4 separate regions of the Mus musculus genome follow, and regions 2, 3 and 4 are each linked to region 1. A link is a contact called in public promoter capture Hi-C data. All regions are on one chromosome and are shown on one strand. Each heading gives the region's core, a stretch centred on a gene start, on an enhancer-like site or on the middle of the called end of the contact. The rest is flanking DNA. Distances are from core to core; before and after follow the strand shown. Region 1 holds the start of Zmpste24 (zinc metallopeptidase, STE24). Region 2 holds the start of Bmp8a (bone morphogenetic protein 8a). Region 3 holds the start of Heyl (hairy/enhancer-of-split related with YRPW motif-like). Region 4 holds the start of Hpcal4 (hippocalcin-like 4).

What was found. Promoter capture Hi-C pulls out the DNA fragments that hold promoters and counts their contacts.
Region 2: a promoter capture Hi-C map of pre-B cells shows a contact between it and region 1, with 5 times the contacts expected there. The contact joins the promoter of Bmp8a here to the promoter of Zmpste24 in region 1. A contact is called at or near these places in 3 of 39 promoter capture datasets (cranial neural crest, frontonasal cranial neural crest and pre-B cells).
Region 3: a contact with region 1 is called in a promoter capture Hi-C map of pre-B cells, with 4 times the contacts expected there. The contact joins the promoter of Heyl here to the promoter of Zmpste24 in region 1. A contact is called at or near these places in 8 of 39 promoter capture datasets (the 3T3-L1 cell line, cranial neural crest, embryonic stem cells and 5 more) and 1 of 115 datasets of contacts at active chromatin or transcription factors (large pre-B cells).
Region 4: a promoter capture Hi-C map of hippocampal neurons shows a contact between it and region 1, with 6 times the contacts expected there. The contact joins the promoter of Hpcal4 here to the promoter of Zmpste24 in region 1. A contact is called at or near these places in 2 of 39 promoter capture datasets (cranial neural crest and hippocampal neurons).

The regions. Positions count from the first base shown.
Region 1 is chr4:121,096,399-121,099,667 of GRCm38.p6, reverse strand. It overlaps Zmpste24 (zinc metallopeptidase, STE24), which reads left to right and starts at 1,458. Exons shown (of 10, transcript NM_172700.3): 1 at 1,458-1,791. The coding sequence starts at 1,669.
Region 2 is chr4:123,341,737-123,345,005 of GRCm38.p6, reverse strand. Bmp8a (bone morphogenetic protein 8a) reads left to right here and starts at 1,754. Exons shown (of 7, transcript NM_007558.3): 1 at 1,754-2,622. The coding sequence starts at 2,298.
Region 3 is chr4:123,231,985-123,235,253 of GRCm38.p6, reverse strand. Heyl (hairy/enhancer-of-split related with YRPW motif-like) reads right to left here and starts at 1,698. Exons shown (of 5, transcript NM_013905.3): 1 at 1,308-1,698. The coding sequence starts at 1,387.
Region 4 is chr4:123,182,019-123,185,287 of GRCm38.p6, reverse strand. Hpcal4 (hippocalcin-like 4) reads right to left here and starts at 1,784. Exons shown (of 5, transcript NM_174998.4): 1 at 1,664-1,784; 2 at 1,432-1,535.

The DNA.
Region 1 (3,269 bases), core at 209-2,708:
TTCCCCTGGCCCTGGCAGAGGCCCATTTTCACCTAAACTTCCTCACCTTTGATCAGGGATTAAGCCCTACCTATAAACATTGGGCTTACCTACCTAGGAATACCACTCTTCCATTGGTACAATGGAGAGAGTCCCTAACATCACAGTGGCATCCACCCTTTGTTGACACAAGGGCTAGGCTATGCTTGTGTTTTTCCACAGGACTCTACAACACCATGATGGGTGCCAGTACAAAACATCCAACCAGCCATGGAAAAGGAGGACAGGGACGAAGCCTCCTCTCTGAAGACCTTCTACCTGAGGAAATGGCACTTGTTAGAGCTATGTCTCTACTTGCCTGTGATCCCTGTTTTCATGCCATTTGCCTTACACCCAATCAAGTACAAAATATTTCCCAGGCCCATGAACAAAACTCAAAGTTCAGCTAACAGTTCAATCAGTAATTTTGCTGAAAGCAAAAAATCCCCCAAAAGAACTTTTGGTTGCCAAAGAATCTGTGATCCTATATTGAAGTAATTCACTTTGTCAAGTAACTTCTACTGATTACGCTCATGCAGATAAATTTAGTCATGGTTGAGAAATTTGAAACCTTAATCTCAACATCTTTAGCATCACAATCTCACCATATTTTAAATTGGAGCTACATATTTTAATTGGAGCTAAAGATTTCGCAATTCACTATAAATAATGTTTATACAAAGTGCTATTAGTTCATAGAAACTATTAATTAAATAACATTTACTTTGTGGTCAGAAAAATTCTGGCTTCACGTTTCAAGTAAAGTCAAAGTAGTAACAGGGGCCATAGTGACCCTATTTCATTGTTGAATTCCAAGGCAAAGGTACTGAGCTGTGATGGTGTGTGGTGATGTGTGGTGGTGGTGGTAGTGGTGGTGGTGGTAGTGTGTGTCTGAAACAAGGTCTTGCTAGGCTTAAAGGCAGTGGCTACCAAGCCTGCCTGTTTGAGGTTAGAAATGCAGTCCCAGGACTCACAGGTAAATGCCTCTTCTGACTTCACTTGGGGAGGATGAGATGAAATGTGTAAATGAAAATCCTAATCACTAGAGTCATTTTCATCTCTAATATTCCCAAAACCAGAACTTTCGAAGACAAGCCAAACAACCCCAAATGCCTCGTTTGGTTAGTTATCCTGGAGATGCACATCTAACCTTTGAACGGCACTAAATAGAAGGAAGGAAAAGTTTTAGAGCCTCTCTCATCCTTCCCAGCTACTTCTAGAGGGAATATTTCTATGACCCGGCTTATCCGGTCCGGTTAAGCACCGGGGTCCATTGCCCTCTCTGGTAACCCGCCAAAGCAAAGGAGAGGCGGCGACCACACTGACGTTCCCAGGAAGAAGGCCGGAACCTTTGAATTGGATCCCTGCACACAGAATCCGGAGGGATATTTCAGGTGCACCGCTGCTCATTCTTCAGGCGGAAGTGAGGAAGGTGGGGCGTCTTATTCTAGCAGAAATAAGTAGGTCCTTGAAGAGTAAGGCTGGAGGGAATCGTGTCTTTGTGACACTTCTGGCAAAGCTGAGGGAATGGGCGTCTGAAGAAGCCCTCGGAAGGGACCCGTATTGTTGTGACACCGCTGGCACTCTCCGAGGGACGCGTGTCGCTGAGGCACCGGTGCACGCTAAAGGAGCGGGTGAGATAGGGTGACGATGGGGATGTGGGCATCGGTGGACGCTATGTGGGACTTCCCTGCGGAGAAGCGAATCTTCGGGGCGGTGTTGCTCTTTTCCTGGACGGTGTATCTTTGGGAGACCTTCCTAGCACAGCGGCAGGTGAGCATTGACGTGTCTCCCCCGGCTGAGCCCCTGGACAGCCTTAGGCCAGCCCGAGCCTCTACCCAAGCCCCTTAGTGTTTGCCCGGATGTAGCAAACCGTAACCCCCGGTGAGCTTCCTAACTTTTCCTAATGGTGACTGCCGCTTTGAGGAGTTTTTGGAAAGGCAGAAGTTGTTTGCAACGTTGTAATGGGACCCAAGCCTGTAAGCGGCTAATGAAAGGGAAGAACTGCCCTACCGCCAAACTTGAGCATGTCTATGCCTGCTTTACAGCGTCTTAAGAATCTTTGGACCGGGACTTGACCAAGCCTCGTTGGTATAGGCTTTCTAAGTGGAGGTGCTAAATTTGTAGAATAATAACTTCCCATGATATTGATGTTACCATGCTCAACCTCACTTTGCAACCGTTCCAAAGACTCGCACGCCGTTTGAAAATCCTCATTAGAGCAAATGTTGTTTGGGGCCACAATGTGTGTGTGTTTCATTAAAATTTCTCTTTGGGTTTTTTGTTTAAAACGTTAAATAGTGCAGTAGAAAAGCTAACAGTTTTCCATGGAGATAGCCATAATTAACAGTTTAATTCGAAATGTGAACGTTTTAGTGAGATGGACTTTGAAACAACAAAACAAGTTATCTGCAACATTATAATGGGTCCCAAGCCTGTTGGTGTCTAATAAAAGGAAAGGACAGCCCTGCCGTCAAACTTATGCAGGTCTATGCCTGCTCTGCAGTGTCTAAGTTTGGACAACACTCGTCTGTGTCGTCCTTGAGAACCTTCCCCTTTAACTGCTGGACCTATTTCTTGAGCTCTGCAGTCCTTTTCGTCTGCAGTTTTCTTCTAACTTACACTGTATGTGAGTTTCTTTGCCAGGCAAGTGCTCTCCCACTGAACTACATTTCCCAGCCCTTCGTGACTCTCCGGATTGCAAGTTTGAAATTTTTTTTTTTTTTTTGGTTTTTTTGTTTTTTGTTTTTTGAGACAGGGTTTCTCTGTATAGCCCTGGCTGTCCTGGAACTCACTCTGTAGACCAGGCTGGCCTTGAACTCAGAAATCCGCCTGCCTCTGCCTCCAGGGTGCTGGGATTAAAGGCGTGTGCCACCAAGCCCGGCACAAGTTTGAATTTTAAAAATCTGTCAGTGTCGGGTTATGTCTACCTCAGTCTCTTCCTTTAGTATGTTCAACGTGTTAAAAATTACTGTAGCTAGGTACTCAAAGCTTCATTAGTTCAGAATTGCATAAGTACCCTTGCTTGAAGCAAACACATAACGTGTAGTATCAAAACAGCAGGGTGAGATATTGAGTACTTATCTGACATAGTTTATTAATAGATCAAGTTGCATCTTTTTTTTTTTCCAAGACGGAGTTTCTCTTTGTTTAGCCCTGGCTGTCCTGAAGCTCACTCTGTAGACCAGGCTGGCCTTGAACTCACAGAGATCCATCTCCCTCTGCCTCCTGAGTTCTAGTATTAAAGCCAT
Region 2 (3,269 bases), core at 505-3,004, 2.2 Mb before region 1:
CACTTGCACACAGGAGGTGCACACATTTAAGAAAAAAGAAAAATGGGCTGGTGAGATGGCTCAGCGGGTAAGAGCACTGATTGCTCTTCCCAAGGTTCTGAGTTCAAATCTCAGCAACCACATGGTGGCTCACTACCATCCGTAATGAGATCTGATGCTCTCTTCTGGTGCATCTGAAGTCAGCTACAGTGTACTTATATATAATGATAAATAAATCTTTGAGCTGGAAGAGACTAAGAGAGCAGAGTTGGGGGCTGGAGAAATGGCTCAGTGGTTAAGAGCACTGACTGCTCTTCCAAAGGTCCTGAGTTCAAATCTCAGCAACCACATGGTGGCTCACAACCATCCATAATGAGATCTGATGCCCCTTCCTGGGGTGTCTGAAGACAGCTACAGTATACTTAAATACAATAAATAAATAAATCTTTAAAAAAAGAGAGAGAGAGAGCAGAGTTGGCCAGAGCAAGAGGGGTTGACCAGAGCAAGTAGAGGTCCTAAAAATTCAATTCCAAACAACCACATGAAGGCTGACCTGAGGTAAAGTGCTTAGCACTCAGGTTTCCCGGTTTTTTGTTTGTTTGTTTGTTTGTTTTGTTTTGTTTTAAGCCTTTGTGGGGCACAGTAGCACATGCCATAATCCCAGAGGCAGGGATAGGCAGGCATATCTATGAGTTTGAGGCCAGCCTGTTCTATAGGTCAAGTTCCAGGTCCGCCAATGCTACATTGTGAGAACCTACCTCAGAGCGGGGCAGGGCTGGTATAGAAATCTGGAGAAGACATTCAGAAATAGCACCTCCCAAGGGGAAGGAAAAAAACAAGCTATCGGTCTTAGACCTCAAGTGGCTGAAGGACAGAATGTATTCGGTGTCTACTGTATCTTTACATCCTTCAGTGATGTTACCGATATGGACCAGAGGTGCAAGGAGCTGGGCGCCATTGCCCTCGTATCAAACTCCAGACCGCAGGTGGAAACAGATCCAAGACCCCCTGGATCTGGAGCCCAGTCAACCCTCAGCGCTCTTGTTTGTTCAGGAATGTGAAGATTAGGCAGGTTGAGGTTGTCACTCCCATCCCGTGTGACAGAACTTGAAGGAAGGGGGATCATCGTGATCTGTGAACAGAATTTCTCAAAAATTATTTTGTTAATAAATTGCTTTGTGTAAGCTAAGAAAGAAAGAGAGGGGTAAAAAAAGGAAGAAGAAAAGGAAAAGAGGCAGCTGTGTGCCTATAGTGGCTTGTAAACACTAATAGGTCTGAAAGCCCTGTTACCTGTCATTATGACACTCCCAGTCTTGACACAGCCAGTCCCTCTGCTGGGTGCTTTCCTCCTACTGACTTCCGTCTTTCCTGTTCTATTCCTTCCAGCCTCCCGGAGCTCTTTCGCTGCTCCACTTGAGCCACACCAACACCTTTATGGTCTGTATCAGTGCTGTGGCAGCCGCCTTGGGAGGCCGGAGTGCATAAAGGGGCGGAACCAGTCAGGGAGTTTTTGCAAGGTCTCTTTCTTGCAAGCCCCTGGGGAGTTGTCACAAATGAGATAAGCGAAGGTGACCCTACTTCAGGAGGCTCAGAGCCCTATCCTGGGTTGGATCTACAAAGGGAACCGCTGGGTGAAGAAGAAGTCTGGAGCGGAGGAGTAGCGGGGGCTGGGCCCTGGTTCCTGCTGGCAACGGAATGTGTGCCCCACCCTCGCTGCACTGCTGGCACCCGCCCCGCCCCGACGGCCGGAACTAGGGGCGCATGCAGAGACTTCCAGAGCAGAAGGTGAGACACTACGGGTCCTACCGCTGCTCCGGGACTCAGGATCCCACCCTGGTGCCTGCTTCAGAGGCCCCAATGTCTCCTCGTGTAGCCAGGTATGAGCCCCGGAAGCTGGATGGGGACCCAAGACACCCTTAAAGGCCTCTCTTCAGCCCGTTCGTTCCCACCTACGGGTGCACCAGGCGGCTCCCACCACTTCGCGCACAAGTAGTAGTGCGACCATCCCCAGGCGTCTTTCCGCACTCGGACCCGCCCCCGTGATCCCATTGGCTGGTCGGGGAAGGGGCGGGGCCGAGGAAGAGCGCTCGGCGGTCTGAGCTGCCACCAAAGTCCTCCTGCGGACACTCGCAAGTCAGCGCCGTGAGAGCCCACGTTGCTCTGAGGGACCTACCGACGCGGCGATCGCCTGCCGAGTGCGTGGTGAGCAGCTGCTGTAAAGCTGCCAGCGACAGGTGCGCCGTCTGGTCCTCCCCGTCTGGGCGTAGCGCCCGAGCCCGACCAGCTACCAGTGGATGCGCGCCGGCTGAAAGTCCGAGATGGCTATGCGTCCCGGGCCACTCTGGCTATTGGGCCTTGCTCTGTGCGCGCTGGGAGGCGGCCACGGTCCGCGTCCCCCGCACACCTGTCCCCAGCGTCGCCTGGGAGCGCGCGAGCGCCGCGACATGCAGCGTGAAATCCTGGCGGTGCTCGGGCTACCGGGACGGCCCCGACCCCGTGCACAACCCGCCGCTGCCCGGCAGCCAGCGTCCGCGCCCCTCTTCATGTTGGACCTATACCACGCCATGACCGATGACGACGACGGCGGGCCACCACAGGCTCACTTAGGCCGTGCCGACCTGGTCATGAGCTTCGTCAACATGGGTGAGTGCAGGGCGTCAGGGATCCGGATGGGGCGGTAGGTGGAGGAGAGGGTGGCCGCCTGTCGGGGGATGATGCCCTCGGGTAATACAAGGCCCCTGGGACAGGGAGCCATGGTTCAGTAAAACCACAGGGAGGGGCGACTGCAGGAGATCAGGATTGGAAGGTCCGTTTTTTGCGCCTGTGCCCAGGGTCTTTGCCCCACTAAGGCACCCAGGAGTTGGGATCTGGAGATGTCCAGGTCCCCTAGGTAGCATCGGAAAACAGTCCTGGGTATACTGATGAGTAACCAGACCGTGATGCTGTCACTGTGATAAACGCAGCCCTGAAGAGAGGGAGGGACAAAGTTCAGTGTGGAAACCTGTGGTCATATCAAAATGACCAGAGCTGACCCTCACGCCCGGACAGCGGGCTCTTTCTGTGGGTGACTGGGTGGGGTGCAGTGTCAGGAGGTGGAGTGGACAGACTCAGACATGACTGTAGTCCTGTGGGCCTGGGCTCTAGCAGCTGGACCTTGGCCTGGCACGGAGAGTGTTCAGGCCAGTGAGTGACCCAAGGGGCAGCTGTGAGTCCATTCTCCCGAAGCGTGGCTCCTCCTTTCTCCAGGGACCTATAGACATCAGGACCACTTTCTCCTACGAGTCTTTTAT
Region 3 (3,269 bases), core at 449-2,948, 2.1 Mb before region 1:
ATGCCTAGCTGTAGCCTCTTAAAAAAAAGTTAGATGTGTGGTGGTGGTACGAGCCTTAATCCCAGCAGTTGAGAGGCAGAGACAAGTGGATCTCTGAGTTCGTGGTCAGCTCAGCCTACAGAGTGAATTCCAGGACAGCCAAGTTACACAGAGAAACCATTGAGGAAAAACCTAGACAAACTAAAACAGTCATTCTATGTATGTGTGCACGTGCCGGGGCATGTACAGGGTGGTCAGAGACAAATAAGGTTTAGTAGAGCAAGAGAGACACCTGCTCCAGAGGCCGGTTCCTTTTCTTTCCATTCGCATCCTCTTCTCTATGTGGAAACAGGCCTAGGCAGGGGAACCGAAGGCTCAGAACTGCATGGTGACAGGGCACTTGGGTAGCATGCACCAGGATCTGGATCCAATCCCTAGCAGTGGATGAAGAAAAAGGAAGAAGGAAGAAGAGGAGGGGGAGGAAGAATGGAAAGAAGAAAGGGAAGGAAAGGAAAAGCTCTAAGGTGAGTTGGTGGCGGTTGTGGGCTGGGTGGCAAGGCCTGGAGACTTAGAGCCTGACACCACTAAGCACTCACCATGAACTACTGCTAAGGCCTTGACATTCTTCCGTTTGATGTCTACACCCGCTATGAAGCTAGCTTCATCATGTATACCCATTTTATAGACCAGAAAACTGAAGCTTATGGAGTCACCGAGCTGATAGGTAGCAAGGATTGTACAAGTTCAGTTTGTTCCACAGGTTAGAAGTTAGATTATTTAACAAAAAAGAAACTGCATTGGCGGCTTGGTGGTTTGGTGGAAGGGGTGCTGAAGATTGGAGTCTAGGCTTTTGCAAGTTGGCTATTATTTCCCTCAGTACCTAAACACAAATCCCAGTATGCTCAAAGCGAAAAGGACACAGCCCCCAGTCCTTTTGTGTACTATGTGAAAACTGTTCCCAAAGAAGAGTGAAATTGGAAAAGTACAGAAGTCTTCATAGTAGACAAACTATGGGCAATGGAATGCGGTATCTACATCTATGAAGGTTTCCTAGGTCTGCAGGAAAACTTCTCAGGGGCGTCCCTGGGGGTAGCCAAACGACAGAATATCCTCCAGCTGAACTGTCCTCCCATCCCAGCTCCCTGAACCATAGTTGGTTCAGGGTGTTATGGTTCAGGGTACTCAGGAATCTGCCGCATTGGTGCTATGGACGCACTGGAGTCGCTGCACACGCCCCCGCATCTTGGCTGACACCTGAGGGCTGCGCACAAACTTGAGTGTGCTGGACTTTCTCACCCCCGGACGGCCCTCGCTCCACCCTGTCTTACCTAAGATCGTTCTCTTGACCCACATCGATGGGTCCATCAGACTCGCCGTCGGAGCCACTGGGCGCCCTGGGCCGCTTCATGCCGAAAGCTGGCTGCGGGGTCCCAGCCCTGCGATCCCTGGAGTTGGTTGTTGGGCCCCGCCTCAGCCCCGCCCCGGCCCGGGAGCCGACGCCGCCCTTTCCCAGGGCCCTTTCCTGCACCGCAGCCCGGGGCGCCCCGGCGCCCCCTCGCCCCCGCGGTGACGCGCCACCGAACCGTGGGAAGGCCCCGGGCGGTCACCGCCCCCATCGGCCGCTGGGAGGTCCGGCTCCGCTCCACCGGCGCTGCCTGGGCTGGCGCTCTGGGTGGCCTTGGGCAGGTGCCCTGGGAGGCCCCACGGGGAAGCCCAGAGAATCCGGATCTGTCCCTAGTTCTGTGCGACAGACTTCGCTTTGCAGTGCCTCAGCTTTTTATAAGGGTCAGACCTGTACCTTCCTGCTCCAGGGCATGCAGGGAGGGCAGATAGGTTTGGAAAGGTTACTGGGGGTGCCTGTGACCCCTTGGAAGTAATTCTTCAGTCACTCCTTCTATAGGGGACCAAAGTTTGTGGTGTGTGTGTGTGTGTGTGTGTGTATTGGGGAAGCTACGTGCACTGTGGGATGCTCAGAACTTCGAAGTCCTTTGGTGAACCCCCAAAGGGGTGGCTGCTGCTTGCCAGCTGAGAAGGCTGGAGGAGGGGAGACAGGGTCATAGAACCCAAAGTGGCATTGAACTTGATGTGTAGCAGAAGATGACCTTGAACTACTGATCCCTGACCCTCCTGCCTCTGCATCCCAAGTGCTGACTTTACAGTGGCCAAGATCTTTGAGCTTCTGACTTGTGGGAGGGAGCACAGGAATGGAGAAGGTAGGTAGGGTGTGGTGGTTGGTGGGGTATCCCTGGGAGTCACCCCAGTTCATTTAATGACAGCTGTCCTGGCAGGCACCAGGGAGAGGAAGAGAGGAAAGGAGCCTTCGGCTTCTCTTTCTGGGGGAGCCTGTCTGACCACAGACAACTATTTAGTCAGTGAGAGTTCCTGTCCTTGTGCCTAGAGATTCAGCTGCCATCCTCCCAGGTCATCGTACGCAGAGAAGTGCAGAGGGAAGCTGAGGGAGGAGAGCAAACTTCTTGCAGGGGCGGCAGGGAGATGGTGGAGGTGGGTGTGGTGGGCAGGGCACCAGAGGAGTCCTCTCCCTTTGTTCTGCTCACTGGGACAGGCACAAAAGAAAGCCAGCTTTTGGTGTAGGGAAGTGGGGTTGGTCACCTGAAGCTGACTACACACACTTTCACCATAGTCAGCTCTGCTTGCAGATACTTCCTGATGGGAAAGAACAGGCCTCTTGCCACTCAGACCCACACGTAACCACTTGGCCAAGCACAGAAACTTATCATGCTCATAGATGACCAGATAGGACTGGCATGAACGGTCGCCATCAGGAAACTCTGCTGGCCACCGCAGCCGCAAGCACCAATTCTCCTGTTCCAAATGCCCTCAGCACTCACATAATTTCTGTGGGCACCTGCCAAAACAGTGAGAACCTCAACCAGTGTGAAGAGTGCCCAATGTGTGCACTAGGCATTTCCTAGAAAGGCAGATACTTGTTTGCTCTATGTGATTGGCTGAGAGAGAAAGGGCTGGCAGATTTGCAGGGGAAGGTAAGGGCTCTGAGGTAGGCATGTTCTCGAGAGACGTCCCAGGTCCTCAAAATACACTGCACAGTTAAATAGGGACTATGGGGTTCGGCAAAGAGATTTAAGTTTGGAAGTCATTAGGTAATGGACGGCCTTTAAAGCTTTGGGAGAGGGCAAATGGATGGAGAGGCGGCGGAGCCTGTTAGTTACTGTTTGGTGAGTGCTTCTCACAGCAGCTGGAAAGGTACCTAAGCCAGTGGTTCTCAGCCTTCTTAGTGCTGTGACCCTTTAATACAAAGCTTCATGCTGTGG
Region 4 (3,269 bases), core at 535-3,034, 2.1 Mb before region 1:
CAGCGCCTATGTGGGTGCGTGCTCTGTTGAAGTCGTACCTTCTGGAGGGCTATGCTTCACTTGAGGAGGTACTCCTTGCTTCAAAAATCTCTGCCCCCTCCTCTGTGCTCAGAGGCTTCTTCTAGGGGGTCCGGGGTTAGGGGGTTCAAGTGGAGAGATGACAGTAAAAAGTAGGAGGGACTGAAGGAGGCAATAATCCCACACCCTCGCCTAGCTTCAGAGAAGCTGGTGCTGAAGCGGTTGCCATGGTGACAACAGCTCCCTGGTCAGGAGATTTTTCTCTTTCCCTCTCCTCCCTTTGCTCTTCCACAAGCAGCAGCAATGGCAGTAACAACCAGGTCTTGTTCCTCCCCTTCATAATAAAAGGCAAAAGTGACTCATACAAGGTGAGCTGTGTTGACCACCTATAATTTGGAGCTTTCATGCCAGGGTGGCCTGGTGGTCTGGAAAGGCCCCTAAGAGAATGAGGCTGTAGGATATGTAGGAGGGAGTAGCCTGAACCTTGGCCTGAGTGAAAAGGATGTCCCTACAGTGATGGATGGGGCCTCTCAGGTCTCCTCTGAGAAATATCCTAATGGTTTGAACAGGGCTTTGTTCTCCTGTAATCAGCTGTGGAACCAGAATATGTCAGACCTGGAAGGCTACTCAAGACCATCTCATCGAACCCTCCTCTGTCCTGCTCTTTGCCTATCTCATGAAGAATCTGAGAGGGAAAAGCCTTGGCTAAAGTCAAGCAGAGATCGAGGCGAAGGCAAGGCTTGCACTCTTCTGCTTTCTCATTCAGACATAGGGAAAGGAGAAAATGAGCCCACATGGACTCATCTTTGGCTTCATCTCTGCAAACAACAGGAAGCCGAGAGAGGGAGCAACAGGCACAAAAGGAACAGAGAAGACCGGGTTACAGAGAGAGGACCTGGTGCGTTCCTGTGTGAGGGATGATGAGGTTTAAAGGCTAGAGCTATGGGGTGGTCTTCTGGGAGGAGCAACCCTGGTTTATGCTCCAAGCAAGATAAAGGAAGAAGAGTGTGGAACCCCTGTCTAGTTGGGAGGCTACTAGAAGGGAGATGGTGAATGGGTCTGGAGTAGGAGCCTCAGGGGTCTTCATCCTTTCCTTAGGTATGCTGTGAGCTGTCAGCATAAGGGGCAGAGAGAGTGTAGTCAGAGAATGAATTTGCTATCGAGGTCTTTTGGGGAACAAGACCCTGAGATGGGAATGACAGTGAACTATTGGTGTCGGTGTGGGCTACCTCCAAGTAGAGGTTTCCATGAGGCTTGGTTCTAGAGGCAAGAGAACACAGGGTGACTGAAACCTCTCTTCTAGCACCAGTGACACCACACACCCCCAAGTAAGAGTGTGTGTGTGTGTGTGTGTGTGTGTGCGCGCGCGTGCGCGTGTGTTTGCACTGGAGCCAGAGGAATGGTTGTTCTTACCTGAGCTGGGGGTAAGGAGGCAGCTGTACCTCCTTCTTGAACTGGAGACCCGGCTTGAAGTGAAAGTTCCTGGCCCAAGGCGGGCTTCCCAGATGGCTGTCCACCTATGACAGACCCAGGGTCAGAAAGATGGATCTGAGCAGATGAGGATGGGAGTGGAAGGCGGAGGAGGAGGGGCTCAGGGCCTCCGCCCCGCGAGGTTGCTTCTAGGGCCCGGCCCCACCCTCATTACCTGAGGCCGCTCGCCGAGTCGCTAGATGGCTCCGAGCTTGGGCGGCCGCGGGGACAAGGCTGGCTATCAGGCGGACGACAGGCTCTGTAGGGTCCGCGTCGGAGCCGCCTCCCCAGTTCTTGTATCACTATTTGCTTCTCGAAGGCGACACGATTTGCATAAGACCCGCCTCCTCTCAGCAACTTTGGACATCGATTGGTTCGGCTGGCACCGAGTGACAGGCAGGGTTTCAGGTGGGGATGGGGTGGCCTGTGAGTCTAGGCTACCACAAGAGCGCGCCCCGCCCGTCCGCCCGCGCTGACCTTCCCGGAGTCGCCAGGATTGTAGAGGGCTGTACCCCCATCTGTTCCTCAACCCTGAGGCTCAGAGCCTGGGTCACAGTTTGGAGCGAAAAGTACCGATGATTAAAGTGGATTCGCAAAAAACAACCGCACCGTTGCTATGGGAACAGAAGAACCACAGTTGAATTTCTAAGCCTTCTCTTCCTGGGCCCCAGCGGGGGTGGGGGTAAGATAGGGGGTGATTCATAAGATGCGACCCCGTCTCTTGTCCTGCCCGTACCTGGAGGGGATCAATGAGGAGCTGCGGAGTGGCAAGGTGGAAAAGGGGAGATGGGGTGGTCAAGAACTCGCGGCTTTGCACCAGTGCCCCTCCACACCCACTCCTCTCCCGCCGTTTAGCAGAGGGGAGGGTGGGTGCGGCACGAGCTGGGTGGATGTGGAAGTATCCTCTACCTAGACACACGAGGGCGTGGGCTCCCTCCAGCCACCCCCACAACTCTAAGTCAGATCTCTTGTCAGGCTCTATCCTTACTTCTCGAGGACCCCTAAAAAGACTTGTTGGTTCTCCTCCAGAAGGAGCCTTTACAGTACGCCAAGCATTGCTCCATTCCCCACCCTCCCGCATTCCCGTCGCTTAGATGGAGCCGGTTCCCAGCCGCCGCCAGTCTCCGGCCTCGGATGTTGACACAAACCAGAGGCGGTTTACACTGAACGGGTCTGGAAGGTTTCAGGGAGGCGAAAACACCTCCTTTCCGCACTTGGGGGTCTCGTCACAGCCCGCTCAGTCGCCACGGATGTACTGGTGTCTGAGAGCTCACAACCCAAGGTGGTGGGAAAGAGCTCTAACGCCAAACTCAGGGCGAAAGGGGAGCAGAGATCCCTGGGCTGGGCCACGTGCGGAGGAGGGACTTCAAGGGATCTACCAAAAGTGGGGGCGGGACGCGTGGGGGATTGGTTAAATGGGATTGCAGATGCAGAAGAGGCCGGATTTCTGTCCAGGCAGCAAATGGTGGAGATGAGCGCTGTTTGGGGGACTAAGGACAGGCAAAGAACCGGTTTTTGGAGATTTGGTCTTAGAAACTCCCAAACAAAGCACAGCCAGGGGAAACCAGTAGGACCCGCGTCTTCCTTATGAGAGCTATCCATTTCCTCTTAAGCCAGTTGCGCTGTCCCGTTCTAGCAGCTGGATATGCCTTCTCTCTGGGGTTGCAGCATACGGTTGGGAGCTCCGTGTTCGAGTCAAAGAGGAGATACATCCATGGCATCTTTGGTTGGTGACTCATGAAGTTCCTTAAAAGCCTTAAGTCCTTCTCGGGTACCTTCCG